2 separate regions of the Zea mays genome follow, and region 1 is linked to region 2. A link is a contact called in public Hi-C data. All regions are on one chromosome and are shown on one strand. Each heading gives the region's core, a stretch centred on a gene start, on an enhancer-like site or on the middle of the called end of the contact. The rest is flanking DNA. Distances are from core to core; before and after follow the strand shown.

Region 1 (6,435 bases), core at 3,398-5,897, 250 kb after region 2:
ACTTGGCAAATTCGGGATGTATATCATGGGATACATCATACTAGATCAAGTTTATTGCCAAGTGGGTTAGTGAAAATTTTGGACCCAAATTTCCCACCCATGACTAAGGTAACTAGTTTTATTGTATTTCTCGTTTTTAGATATGCGTATCTATTTACCTTATATCTAGTTTACCTTTCTTGCCTAGTATTACATTTGTTATATACTTTTGCTTAAAATCATGCATACTAGGTAAATCATATGGTAGGATTGCTTGCTTTTAATTCATATACCTAAGCAAACCTACATGGCTTAAAATGTTTATTTAAGCACGACACATAGCTTCTATATTACTCCATAGTAAATGATGCATCAATTGAAAATTTTGATTTCTACAAAGTGTATCATTTAACTTATATGTGCCAAAGTTTGGATTATGGATAATTTGCCCCTCTTAATATCAAATCAAAGTGCATGTCTCCTACAAGTATTCAAAACTTGTATGCACACCGTTAGGGGGAGGTTACTCTATAATCTAACACTTTGAGACTAACACCTTTTCAAGTCTATTTCATGTGATAGTCTCATTGTAAGGAAAATGAAGTCCCCGGAGAAAGACAACAATCTTCCACTGCAAAATCTCCAAGAACTCTCATGTCTCTCAAGCTCGTCATTGATCTTCAATTGGTATCTTTTGAGACTATATTCAGTATCATTTACATGTCTTCTCCAATATTTGATTAGACTATATTTCATATCATATGCTTCCATGTTGCTAAAAATGCATAAGTGGTTAACTCATATTCTGTTACCTATGCATAAGGGAAGTTAGTCTTTTCAAATCATGTCTTGCACCTCTAATTTTCACTTGCTTTTAATGTCTTCCTTTTCGGTGGTTGATGCCAAAGGGGGAGAAGTTTAGGGACCAAAGCAATGAAAACTATATCAAACACCAAACACCACAAATTTGAAATTTTATATCTCCAAGTTTTCAAGTGGTTTTGGTTATTTGGTCCAAAAAAAAATTAGGAAGTAAGTGAATTATGGAGTTAGGGGGAGGCTTAAGTCCATAATATCACATTGTGGGGACAATCATGCATCTTAGCAAGTAAAATGCATATTTTCATTCAAATACTTGTATTATTTGCTTGCTTTGGTTGTGTTGTCATCAATCACCAAAAAGGGGGAGATTGTAAGGAAAATGGACCCCGGGCCATTTGGCTAATTGAGTTTTGGTGTTTGATGAACAACACAATCCGTGAACTAATAAGTTTTCTAGTGTTTGTGTTTGTAGTTCACAGGATGCGAAGAGAATTGGACCAAGGCAATGAGGATGCAACACCTCAAAAGAAGACATAAAAAGATACATAGGAGTCCAATACTCAAGAACAAAGAAGCCCGAAGAAATCAGCGAAGAAATCCAAGATGAGGGCTGTCAGCCAACGCCTGGTGGCGCACCGGACATTGGTGTCCGGTGAGGCACCGGACAGTCTGCGTAGAGAGGCCGCAGACAGGCGCTCTCTGGCTGTAGCACCGGACTGTCCGGTGTGCACCGGACTGTCCGGTGTGCACTGGACTGTCCGGTGTGCCAACGGGCAGACGGCAACGGTCGGATCCAACGGTCGACTGCTACAGGCGCCAACGGTCGGCTGACGTGGCGTGCACCGGACAATGCACAGTAGATGTCCGGTGGTGCACCGGACTGTCCGGTGCACCCGACGACAGAAAGCTGCTGCTTTCTGTCCAACGGCTAGTTTGGGGTGTGGAGGCTATAAATACCACCCCAACCGGCCATTCTCAAGTGTGAGAGCCCAAGCAACATACCAAGACACATAGTGCATATTTCCAAGAGCTCAAACACCCAAGTGCTTAATAGAATCACTCGGTGATTAGCGTAGGTGCTTTGCGAAGTGCTTAGGTTAGTTAGACCGCTTTAGCGCTTGCTCTAGGTGAACCCTAGTTAGTTGAGTGAGTTTTGTAAAACCACACAACCCCTCGGCTCTTGCGTGAGTCGTTGTATTTGTACCGAGTGGGGCGAGAGTCTTGCGAGACCGTGACAACCGCGTTTGTGTCACGGCCGCCACCGTGTACCGGAGGGAACGAGGCCCGCGGCGTTTCGGCCGGAAGCTCGATAGTGGAGACGGCGGGGAGCGTCCGAGAGGAGCCGAAAGCGGAGCACCACTCGCGCGTGGAGAAGGCCCGCGGCTCTCTACGGAGTTACTCGACCGTGGTGCTTGGCCCTCGCGTGGGCTTCCCTTTGCGTAGGGGCACCAACGAGGATTAGTCGGGACCTTGCGTGGTTTCGGATACCTCGGTAAAAATACCGGCGTCTTCCACGAGAGTTTGCTTCTCTACTTAGCTCTTTACATTCCGCATTTATATTAAGCATTTAAGTTTCAATCTTATTGTCATACTTATTTAGTGTAGATTGAAACTTAGCCTTTGCGGTAGAGATAGCAACACTTAGACAAAACCGAGTTTGCACATTCTAGTTTTGATTATTTGCATAGGTTTTGCTCTAGGGATTTAATTGTGGCCTAGTTTAGTAAAAGTTTTAGAAGTCCTAATTCACCCCCCCTCTTAGGCGTCACCCGTTTCCTACACCTCTAACTCAAACTCTCACACTCTTTGCTTGAGATTGCATTCTAGTGAGTGGTTGAGAGGTTCTAGTGCATTTGCATCCATTGTGATCTTTTGAGGCACTAGGTGGTACACCGAGCAAGCATCATCGACTTGTTACTCTTGGAGGTTGTCGCCTCCTAGACGGCTCGGGTGTTGAGCTCTCCGTGAAGATTGTGGAGGATTCGTAGTGTTGATTGTGAGGGGTTCGTGCCCAACTCGCTGGAGCGACAAAGGCCACGCTAGTGGAATCGAGGTATTGAGTGAGTTCTTGTCCACTTGGCTCAAATATCAAGTCGTGTCTTGATAGAGGAGCAAATGAGAGCTTGAATTCCACCTCAACATGGATTAGGGGTGATCGGCAAATCACCGATACTACGGGATAAATTTCAGTGTCATTCTCTCACTCTTTATTCATTACTTGCAAGTAGTTAGTGATTTGTGTATTGCCTATCATTTGTAGTATTGATATAAATTGCTCATCATATTTTGTTAGCCTATCAAAGCTAGGAAATTTATATCTCTTGTTGTTTTGATTAAATTTCTCTAGTGTCTTTGTTTTTAGTTAAAATCGTCTATTCACCATGCCCTCTAGCCGGTGTCCTAGGTCCTATAGGGTCGCGCCCAGGGCGGCCATCACAGTGGTGAGGCCAGCTGTCTGCACGGCGGCTAGAGGGTCGGCCGCGCCTAGTGAGGCGGGCATAGAGGGGGCCGCGCTCAGGGGAATGACGACGTGGGCGGTGGCCAGGAAGGGGGTCGCGGGCAGGGAGGCGGCGTCCGCGGGCAGAGCCGTGGCGGCGCTCGCACCCGGACTGGTGGCAGCGTTAGCACCGGTGTGGGGGAGGTGCGCCATGGGAGCAGGGTGGCCGGCGCCGGGGAGAAGCCGGCGGCTGGGTAGGTTGGCGGCTCGGAGGGAGGGAGAGAAAGAGGCAGTCGCCGACTGGGAGGGAGGGAGAGAAAAATGAGTTTGGTTCTGGTACCATATTGAAACCCCTAACCCTAGAATAGGGTGGGGATATGTATTAATAGACTTGGTGTTAGGCCTGGCCCATTACAGAGGGGCGAGAGGGTAAAATACATAGGGAAGATTCCCAAACCCTAATACAATTCTAACACTATCAAACAACATGCTAGCAGACCTTCACAGCTCTCAACACACGAAACAAATTCAGGTTATAATTTGGAAAGCAATCGAAGGTAAACAAACATGAGGCAACCAAGACGGTAACCTAGGATTACCTTCATATCTTGCATGAAATGCGTTTGGGTTGAATGAGATCTATTTGTCCAAAACAAAAAAGGAACAGAAAACTTAATCATAAATTTGTTTTGAGAAATGCCAAGTAGAAATCAACTATAATACCCTAAAGTCATATTTTAGGTAATTTAGGATGTTTACCACAAGATTAAAATACTTATGTTGTGAATCAAGGGATTAAATGAAAAGAGCCTCTAGGGAGTTAAATTATTCCTTTCATGGAAACCTATACATTGAAATACTTTTTGAAGAGGTATACAAAAGTGTGGCCTAATAGGGACTTCATGGTCATTTATAAAAAGGTAATAGACATCTAATTTGCAATGAAGTTAATACTTATTTTATTTAATAAAAGGAACCCTAATTATTAAATTGTGTGTTGCATTTTTATCAAGTTTATACGATTTGGGGCATTTACTTAAAAGAGTTGAATAATGATAGTAAAATAAAATATATATACTTTGCATCATGCTATATCTTTGGTTGTGCATTCAAATATGTGAATCTCAAAACTAGATTTGAACTTAAAAAGAAATTAAGACAAAAGAAAAGAATTTATGCCTGTTCTGGGCCATCTCTCCACCCCACGGCCCATCTCACCCGTGCAACCGGCTACCTCACCCCATCCCATCTTGCGCAGTCCAGCTTCACATCCAGACATTTGTCGGGCCACTTCTCTGCCCCGTTTCTTTTCCCCACAAGAATGATGTGTGGGCCCCACCGGTCAGTCTGACCTCACATAGCGCATACATCGGTACTGAGTGCCTCTCCCACCGTCGGGTGGGCCACGCTCGCCAGAGACTCGCCCGCGCGCATGCTCTGTCTCGGGCACTGGCTGGTGGGACCCCTACTCAGATGTCACCTACCTAGCGATAAGGCAGAAGTCGTAACCAAACAGAGAGACCGTAGCCGCCGGGATTGGTCACTCGCTCGATCCGATTCCACCCGTATCAGACTCTCCCCATACCTTATAAAACTTACGATCCGTGACCCCATATCAGGCTGCGTCGACAACTCGAAGCCACCATCATCACCCGGGCGTGAAGTGCATGCCAAGGGAGATTTTTGTGCCGCCGTCATGGTCCCACAATTCCATGGCTGTCCTATGCACGTGGCGTGGTCGGGGATGAACGCTAGTTCATGTGCAAACCTTCTGCGGTGTCATCGGGTGGATAGGGCTACCATCGCCGACTCAATTGCTCGCTGGAGACAAGGCTCCGCCGCAGATCCGCCCCCACCGTGGGCGGGTATTTTTCACAGCCTAATTCCTCCGTATGGCGCCACTACTAGCTTCGATGTTTTCTACTCCTTGCAGAGCGCTAAACCACGTGGGAGATTGCACAGGGGGTCGCCCATTATGCCTTCACCGGCGAACCATGGCCGTGATGGGTGGGCGGCGCCGCCTTGGGTTGTCTGGGAGTGAAGACGGGGTATGTGTCGTTGGTTCCTAGATAGACGACCATGATTAGGTGTTAGGTCTCGATGGGGTGGGATTGATCGGAGCCCTTGGATCATGATCGCGGGACTCGGAAAAGATCAGGCTTCATAAAATCCGTGTCGTTCATTTAAGATCCGAGCATCCCGAGCACATACCGGTTTACTTGGATGAACGGTCTAATCTGAGCCATTGATCTAAATCTGAGCGGCTCATATTAACCTGTACCCCCTTCGGCGCGGCTGTTTTGTAAAAGAGCCCTAAGAGTTTGTAGATTTCAACCCCCCATCCTTTGTCGTGTTAAATAACTGAGTATAGGCCCCTAGAATTTACAAATTGATCCCTGGATCTAGTAAAATTAGTATAAAGTGATCCTAAATCTTATTTATTGCATATCTTGCTCATTTTAACTCTGATTTGATCTGTTCAAGTTGCGTTAGATTCGTAATAAAATTGTCTATGCAGTAAAACATTATTCATAACACATCATGTACTTTTATATTTAACCTATGTTTATTTTACTACCTCTTCTTATTAAGGTTAATATGTCCATAATTATAATTTAACTAGAATATGATCTCAAATCAAGTTGTAACTTAGAATAAGGTTCAATTAAGTTATTTTTTGGTAATATCTTTACCACATGATTTATAATATATTTTTTATTATTTAATCACCTAAATCTTTGGAAAATCATATCTTTCTAAATGTAGCTCCGATTTTTGTGGTTCTCGAACCCACGATCTCGTAGCAACACGTAGAATATCCTTACGCTGGTTGTTCTCATGTTTGGTGTACTATTATTTTTATGCATTCCTTGTTTATTTGTATGTATTGCTTCGAGTAGCAGCGAGGCCACGAGGAACCCGAAGACCAATTTAGTGAAGTACTTGGGATCACAAGTCAAAGACAAGTTGTACGCTTGATCACTCTTCTTTACCTAATAATGTTCCTGTTAATCACTGTGACATGCTCATGTTAATTTGATGGGACCCAATAGGTTTCACTAGTTTTATTTACGCCACACCTTGCAGACACATGAACTATTAGGTAGACTTGCTATTGCTCTACCTGGTTTTGGGATTAATGTTATACTGAATTATGATCATGTTCCAATTTTGTTGTTAATTTAATTATTGTTTAT
Region 2 (6,533 bases), core at 672-3,171:
ACTTTGCAAGTCCAAAGTCAGCAACCTGTAGAGAGACAATTGTTAGATAAAATAAAGTTCAAAAAATTAAACGGTGATCTATACATTTAAGCAAGAAAGTTGTATAATTTCTCATCTGATGTGATTATAGACAAAATTCAACTAATGTGATCAAATTTCAAGCAAGCAAAACTTTACGGCCACCAAAATAGATTAGATAGCAGAGATCACTTTATAACAACATCAAACCAGATATAATTAGTGGACTGCCAAAATGTCCTAACATAATATAACGTTTATATAAGTATTGTATGAAAAATACATTTTCAGTTAACAGAAACAGTCAGCTATTAACTCTAGAACAGAAAAGAAAAACTCAGAGCATACCTTAGCTTCAAATTTACAATGTTTTGAGAGAACGTTTTGTAAGCCTGATACATCGAGAACCGAGATCATGGGCATTGAACAGGCCCATATCTTTTCGGCCCAAAGACTAGAGAAACTTGGGACCCAAATAGGAAAATTGGCTTGGATGATTCAAAGAGTCAAAGCACTCTGTTCGTTTTTTTTTGTTTTGTTTTTTGTCTTTCAACCTTTTGTTGTAATGTGATTCAAATAAGAAAAGCACTTGGCATGACTAAGAAATAGAGTTCAACAACTGAACAGTACATTGTATTATAAATAGCGTAAAACAACCCTTACAACATGCCGTATTTTATTGATCAAACATTCAACTCAACACTGACGAGTGGTCTTCCACCGATCAACGGACTAATGCTGCTTTGTCACATCTTCAGGCAATCTGGAAAAGTCGCAGCAAGCAGTTGGTACCGATTGGCAAATAAAAGAAAAACCTACCGTACTTTTACTATCTGTTCTGTAGTATCTAACCTTAAGATGGTTCTTGGCAAGATCAAGCAAGAACAGAGGATCGTTCTTGGTCTGCGCATACGCTTCAATCTTGTTCATCTCCTCGATGAATTCCTGGAGGTTGGGCCTGCCTTCGGCGATGTCGTAGTTCCTAAGATGGGAATAGTATATCTGAACCCTTTCCAGAATCGTAATGTACGCTACATCCGCCTGAAAAGGGGGTCGAGCATTGTTATTAGAAAGAGTAAAAAAATTCTTGGACGATCAAACCACGTTTCAGGCCGGGAATGCAGCGAGATACCAAGCTGAATTGGCCTAGGAAGAAGGGCCCGTCGTCGAACTTGGATAGGTCAGCTTCGAGTTTATCCAGAGCCGCAACTGGCGAAGAAGAAACGTCGAGTTCGAGCTATGTCAGCAACTGATGATGGAAGGTTCCCTGTAAAACTCTACCATTCCAAGGAGAACCTTAGAAAGTACAAATACCAATTTTATATGTCCTTACAGAGCAGTGAGGCAAAAACAACTGAAGATGCACATAATTTCATCATATAAAATTATAAACCTCTTCTAACCGCCAAAGTCCAAGGCACCGCTGCAAGGATGCTATCAAGCTGATTTATTAGTCTGGCCCCTGCTGAACTTGCTGCCAATTTCTTACTCGTCAGAAGTCAAGCAAATTTGTTACTGCTATCAAGCTGATTCATGGTTCTGGATTTTCTTTCTTTCGCTAATTATTACTGGTCAGAAGTCAAGCAAATTTGTGTGCATCTTCATGGTCTTCTCATGATTCATAAGGAATGCACAAGTTCCTTGGCTGCTACAAATGAAAATAAATACTCCTCTACTAGTAAAAGCATGTGTATATACCAAAAATACTGATCCATTTAGAAAACAGTGTCCATGTTATCGTCGTCTCTTCCCTATTGACGATCAGAAAAGGAAAAAACAAATCATCAATTAAGAAAACAGAAGCTAGCCATCAATTAAGAAAACAGAAGCTAGCCACTGTCAGGGACGAGCACACCATGCACGCCGCCGAGCGCAAGACCGGGATGGTGGCTGGCCGGGCGAGCAGTGCCACGGGGAGCTCAAATCTGTCATGTACACCACTGGCGAATTGTCAACCAAAAACCAGAAATCCCCAAAATCACAAAAATTGATTAAGATTAATGTATCACACCAACCAGACATGACTCACATGAGATCAGACCTTGCCCTTTAGACAGAAACTGCTCGCAGCGCGTGTAGCGCAAGCTCTGCTTTAGCTTCGCCGCCGAGCGTTTCCCTTGAAAGGAACACCAAAAAGAACATAACTCATATTAGATTGGCACGCTGCACAATTAATATATTACTCCAGATTGTTTCGGCAGGTTCTAGACAGCTCTGCACAATTAATATATTACTCCAGATTGTCTAGACAGGTTCTAGGCACAATTAATATAACTCATATTAGATTGGCACGCTGCACAATTAATATATTACCTTTTTTTCCTTGAAAAATTCTATCATGTTGCCAGTTCCATGATTTCATAACAAAACTGTTAAAGAAAACCAGCTCTGTTGATTACAGTGTACACTAACATGAATATCCAAAACACTTACTCGTGGACCAAAGATTGACAAGGCACTGGACTTCCATATAAAACAATGGCAATGGTAATATCTACTCAGAACCATGAGCACACATTTGTTCAAGAATAATAGTCATGGTACTTATAGAAAGTCGTTGTTGATTTAGACCACCATTTACTTCTATCATGAGATAGGCATTTGAGGGTGGCAACTATGCATATGACCAAAGTGTCATTTAACCTATGAGTATTGGCATAAACCCATGCCTTGGCTATTTATGTTCGGCCAGTTATTGAGAAATGAAATTGTACACAGGTTTCAAAATGGTACCTGATCTGGTCAGTCTACTGTTGACACAAGGTAGCGATGGGTCCCCAGAATCTTGGTAATGTGATGTCATTAGTTGCATATGACCAAACGATAATTTGTTAATGTTAAGAGCAAAATCATTTGATAAATGATAAAAGATTGGTTTACACAACGGACAAAAGTAGGCAATGCAATAAGGTAATCTACATGTGAACACATTGCGAGGAAAGTCGTAAGGCCTAAATTTTTTATTTAAAAAACTGAATAGCAAAAGTTTACTGATTGATTTCCAGGTGATTGTATCCGAAGCCTGTCTTGTTTGGAACAAAATGAGGCTTATACTACAAGCATCAGGTTCCTCGTTTGATAAAGTATACAACTATGATACAGTTTGCTACTTTGAGTAAATTGATCTCTTGAGCATCAGAGAAGTACTGATTGTTAAATAAGATACTAAGATATATTGAACAAATGCACACCAGAATCCATGGCCCAAACTGGCGAGAAAGAAACACAGGGCGACCTGAAGAACAAGAAGCATTTGTTTTGTGTTGAGCTAAAACGAATGGCAAGAACACCACCCGACGAAACAAGAACACATTTCCCACGCATCCTGTGAATTTGCACAGCGGAAGCAGGAAAAGCATGCTGAAATTCGCCCCGGGATTTTTTTTGGGCAAAGAAGTAGACAAAAAGCACCATGAACTAACCAGTGAGGTAGTGACCATATATAAAAGGAAAAGCATGAAGCAGATCATGAACTCACCAGTCCATCAGTCATCAGATATTAAAGGAAGATAAGGAAAAAACAAACCTCAAGGAGCATAAGTTTGATATTTTAGCCATAGTGAATTGGACTGTGAACAGGACTGGTGATTTGCTCCTGAATTGAGTCTCATCTATTTTGTCGATTAGGGTACAAATAGCATGCAATAGATCAAAGGAATGAAAAAAATCTCACACAACACTAATCTTCTTTTGTCCATTGTGACAACAGGCATGTGCCAAGGTAGTGTCTTCTTTTATCCTCCTAAGTAAAATGGCAAAGGAACCAATTCAATCGAGGGCAATTAATTAAATTGGATGGCAATGAATAAGAAGTATCATGTGAGTAGATTAAAAAGAACCACGCAAGACCAAAAAATCTCATCTGATCTGCTTTGGCCGTGAGGCATGGGCCGCCTCTAGATGTCCACGGATAACAGCTTGCAGTTTCACCAGATCCTTCTGATCTGGCAACTCTTCCCTTGCCTGTAGTCATGTGGATAATCTCTTAATAATTTTACATTGATAACGTATAAATAATAAATAATATTGGATGAGGAACAACTAAGCATAATGCTAAAAGAGCAATAATTATAACTTACAATGCAAGTGTCACTGCCAGGCTGAAGATTAGTAGCTGCAGACTCCAAATGATCTTCCTCCGGGTCTCCACTGCTCCCTTCAACAAGTGAGGTGTTTTCCTCCTCTTCAGCACAGTTGATGAGACGGAAATACTTTCATCTGCCTCCTTCAGCACAGTTGATGAGATTGAGGAGAGGATGTGAGAAGCATGAAACGTAGAGCAACAGAGGATGACCGTGGGGTGGAACTGGAGCCTGGATGAGGCCAGCTCTGTAGGCTCACTCACTCTAGTAGATCTAGGCAATGGAGGAGCCCTAGACACCGATGTGGAGGTAGCAGATCTCTAAAGGCAGACACGGGAGGAGCTCTTATGGCTAGAGGCGGGTGCGTAGGTGGAGGCCAACGCGGATATGGCTCTGGACGCCGAAGGCAGGCGCAGACGCAGACGCGGGGAGGCAGGGCGACAAGATGGAGAGGGGACGGGACATAGTGAGGAGGAAGCACGGGCGACGGATCGAGGGGGATGAAGAGCCGAAGAGGAAGCGAGGGGCAACTGGCAGAGCGGGGATGGGATGGCAGATGGATCAAGAGGAGAGGAGGAAGCAGGGCGGCATATCGAGAGGGGCGCTGCGCGGCGGCGAGTTCTCCTTCTTATTGGCGAAAAGGAAGTTCTCCGGCTTGAGGTCACGGTGGATGACGTCGTGCCGATGGCAGAAATGGACGACCTCGACGATGGTGCGAGTGACATTGGTGGCGGCGCGCTCGGTGTAGTGCCCCCGCGCGACGATGCGGTCGAAGAACTCGCCGCCCTCGCAGAGCTCCATGACGAGGTGGATGCGGGGAAGTGCGAGGAGCTGACGTCCTCCCGCGCGACGGCGACCGGCGAGCGGCATCAGTTTCCCATGGCCGCCCGAGATCGAAAGGCATGGCGAGAGGCTAGGGTTGGAGCGGCATTTGGGGCGCTGGGGTGGCCGCGGGTGGGCGGCGCGGTGCTGCGCGCGGCGGTGGGCGCGCGGGTGGATAAGAGTGAGAGCTGGTGAAAGTGACTCGCGGCGCGGGATAGGGATCTAGGTATTTTGGGTTAAGTTCGACGGTTTTAAGTTGGTCTACGAATTTAATTTAAGAACGTGGGTGCCCACGTTCCTAATAGGTTAAGTTCGACGGTTTTGACTAGGACACACGAATTTAATTTAAGAACGTGGGTACCTACGTTCTTAAAAAAACCCATGAACTTAACTGATGTAAGAACGTCGGTACCCACGTTCTTAACAAAACCCACGAACATTTATCAGTTTCTTGTAGTGGAAAGAAAGTTTGTTGTTGCCCCGAAGCCTGTGAGGAGCACTGCGGCCTGTTTTGCTGACTCCCCTTATCATCATTCTGAGTGTTGTGAATGGAACGGACATGCCTCGGGTAGTATCTTCCTCCGAAGCCCCTGGTCATCTCAGAAAATCTGAAGGCCTCCTCCCTTCTTTGGCGAAAGTCATTGTCAGCACGAATGTACTCATCCATCTTTTGGAGCAATTTCTCCAAGGTCTGAGGAGGCTTCCGAGCAAAGTATTGAGCTGCAGGTCCAGGACGGAGCCCCTTGATCATGGCTTCGATAACGATTTCATTGGGCACCGTTGGTGCCTGCGCCCTCAATCGTAAGAACCTTCGGACATACGCCTGAAGGTATTCTTCGTGATCCTGAATACACTGGAAGAGGGCTTGAGCTGTAACCGGCTTCGTTTGAAATCCTTGAAAGCTGGTCAGTAACATATCCTTCAGCTTCTGCCATGAAGTGATTGTTCCTGGCCGAAGGGAGGAATACCAGGTCTGAGCAACATTCCTGACGGCCATGACGAAAGACTTCGCCATGATTGCAGCGTTGCCCCCGTACGAAGACACTGTTGCTTCGTAGCTCATCAAGAATTGCTTCGGGTCGGAGTGGCCGTCAAACATGGGGAGCTGGGGTGGCTTATAGGATGGAGGCCAAGGTGTAGCCTGCAGCTCAGCAGACAGAGGAGAAGCATCATCAAAAACAAAATTTCCCTGATGGAAATTATCATACCAGTCGTCTTCGTTGACGAAGCCCTCCTGATGGAGGTCTTTCTGATGAGGCCTTCTGTTCTGCTCATCGTGAGTGAGATGGCGAACTTCCTCAGAAGCTTCGTCAATTTGCCTTTGCAACTCAGCTAGGCGGGCCATCTTCTCCTTCTTCCTCTGCACTTGTTGATGTAGCATCTCCATCTCTCTGATTTCTTGGTCTAGCTCTTCTTCCTCAAGCGTCGGGCTAACAGCTTTTCTCTTCTGGCTTCTGGCCTCCCGAAGAGAGACGGTCTCCTGGTTGTGGTCCAGCGGTTGTAGTGCTGCAGCCCCAGCCGCTGAAGCTTTCTTCGGCGCCATAGCGAAGGTCTATAGCTTCCGAAGGTGTTCACGAAGACTCGAAGTGGAAGTGAGTTCACCGGAGGTGG

Evidence for each region. A called contact is a pair of places that touch in the nucleus more often than the background predicts.
Region 1: a Hi-C map of endosperm shows a contact between it and region 2, with 4 times the contacts expected there. The contact joins two enhancer-like sites. A contact is called at or near these places in 2 of 25 Hi-C or Micro-C datasets (ear and endosperm).

What each region holds. Positions count from the first base shown.
Region 1 is chr8:133,520,749-133,527,183 of Zm-B73-REFERENCE-NAM-5.0, forward strand. No RefSeq gene overlaps it. Among protein-coding and RNA genes, the nearest start is that of LOC100217208, 17 kb to the left of the region's middle. Within about 2 kb of position 4,648, at least 19 of the 20 cell types and tissues checked have an H3K27ac peak or open chromatin away from gene starts, as enhancers often do. A contact at or near this core is called in endosperm, where this site is marked.
Region 2 is chr8:133,269,985-133,276,517 of Zm-B73-REFERENCE-NAM-5.0, forward strand. It overlaps the pseudogene LOC100383780. Among protein-coding and RNA genes, the nearest start is that of LOC111590099, 44 kb to the left of the region's middle. Within about 2 kb of position 1,922, at least 1 of the 20 cell types and tissues checked has an H3K27ac peak or open chromatin away from gene starts, as enhancers often do. A contact at or near this core is called in endosperm, where this site is marked.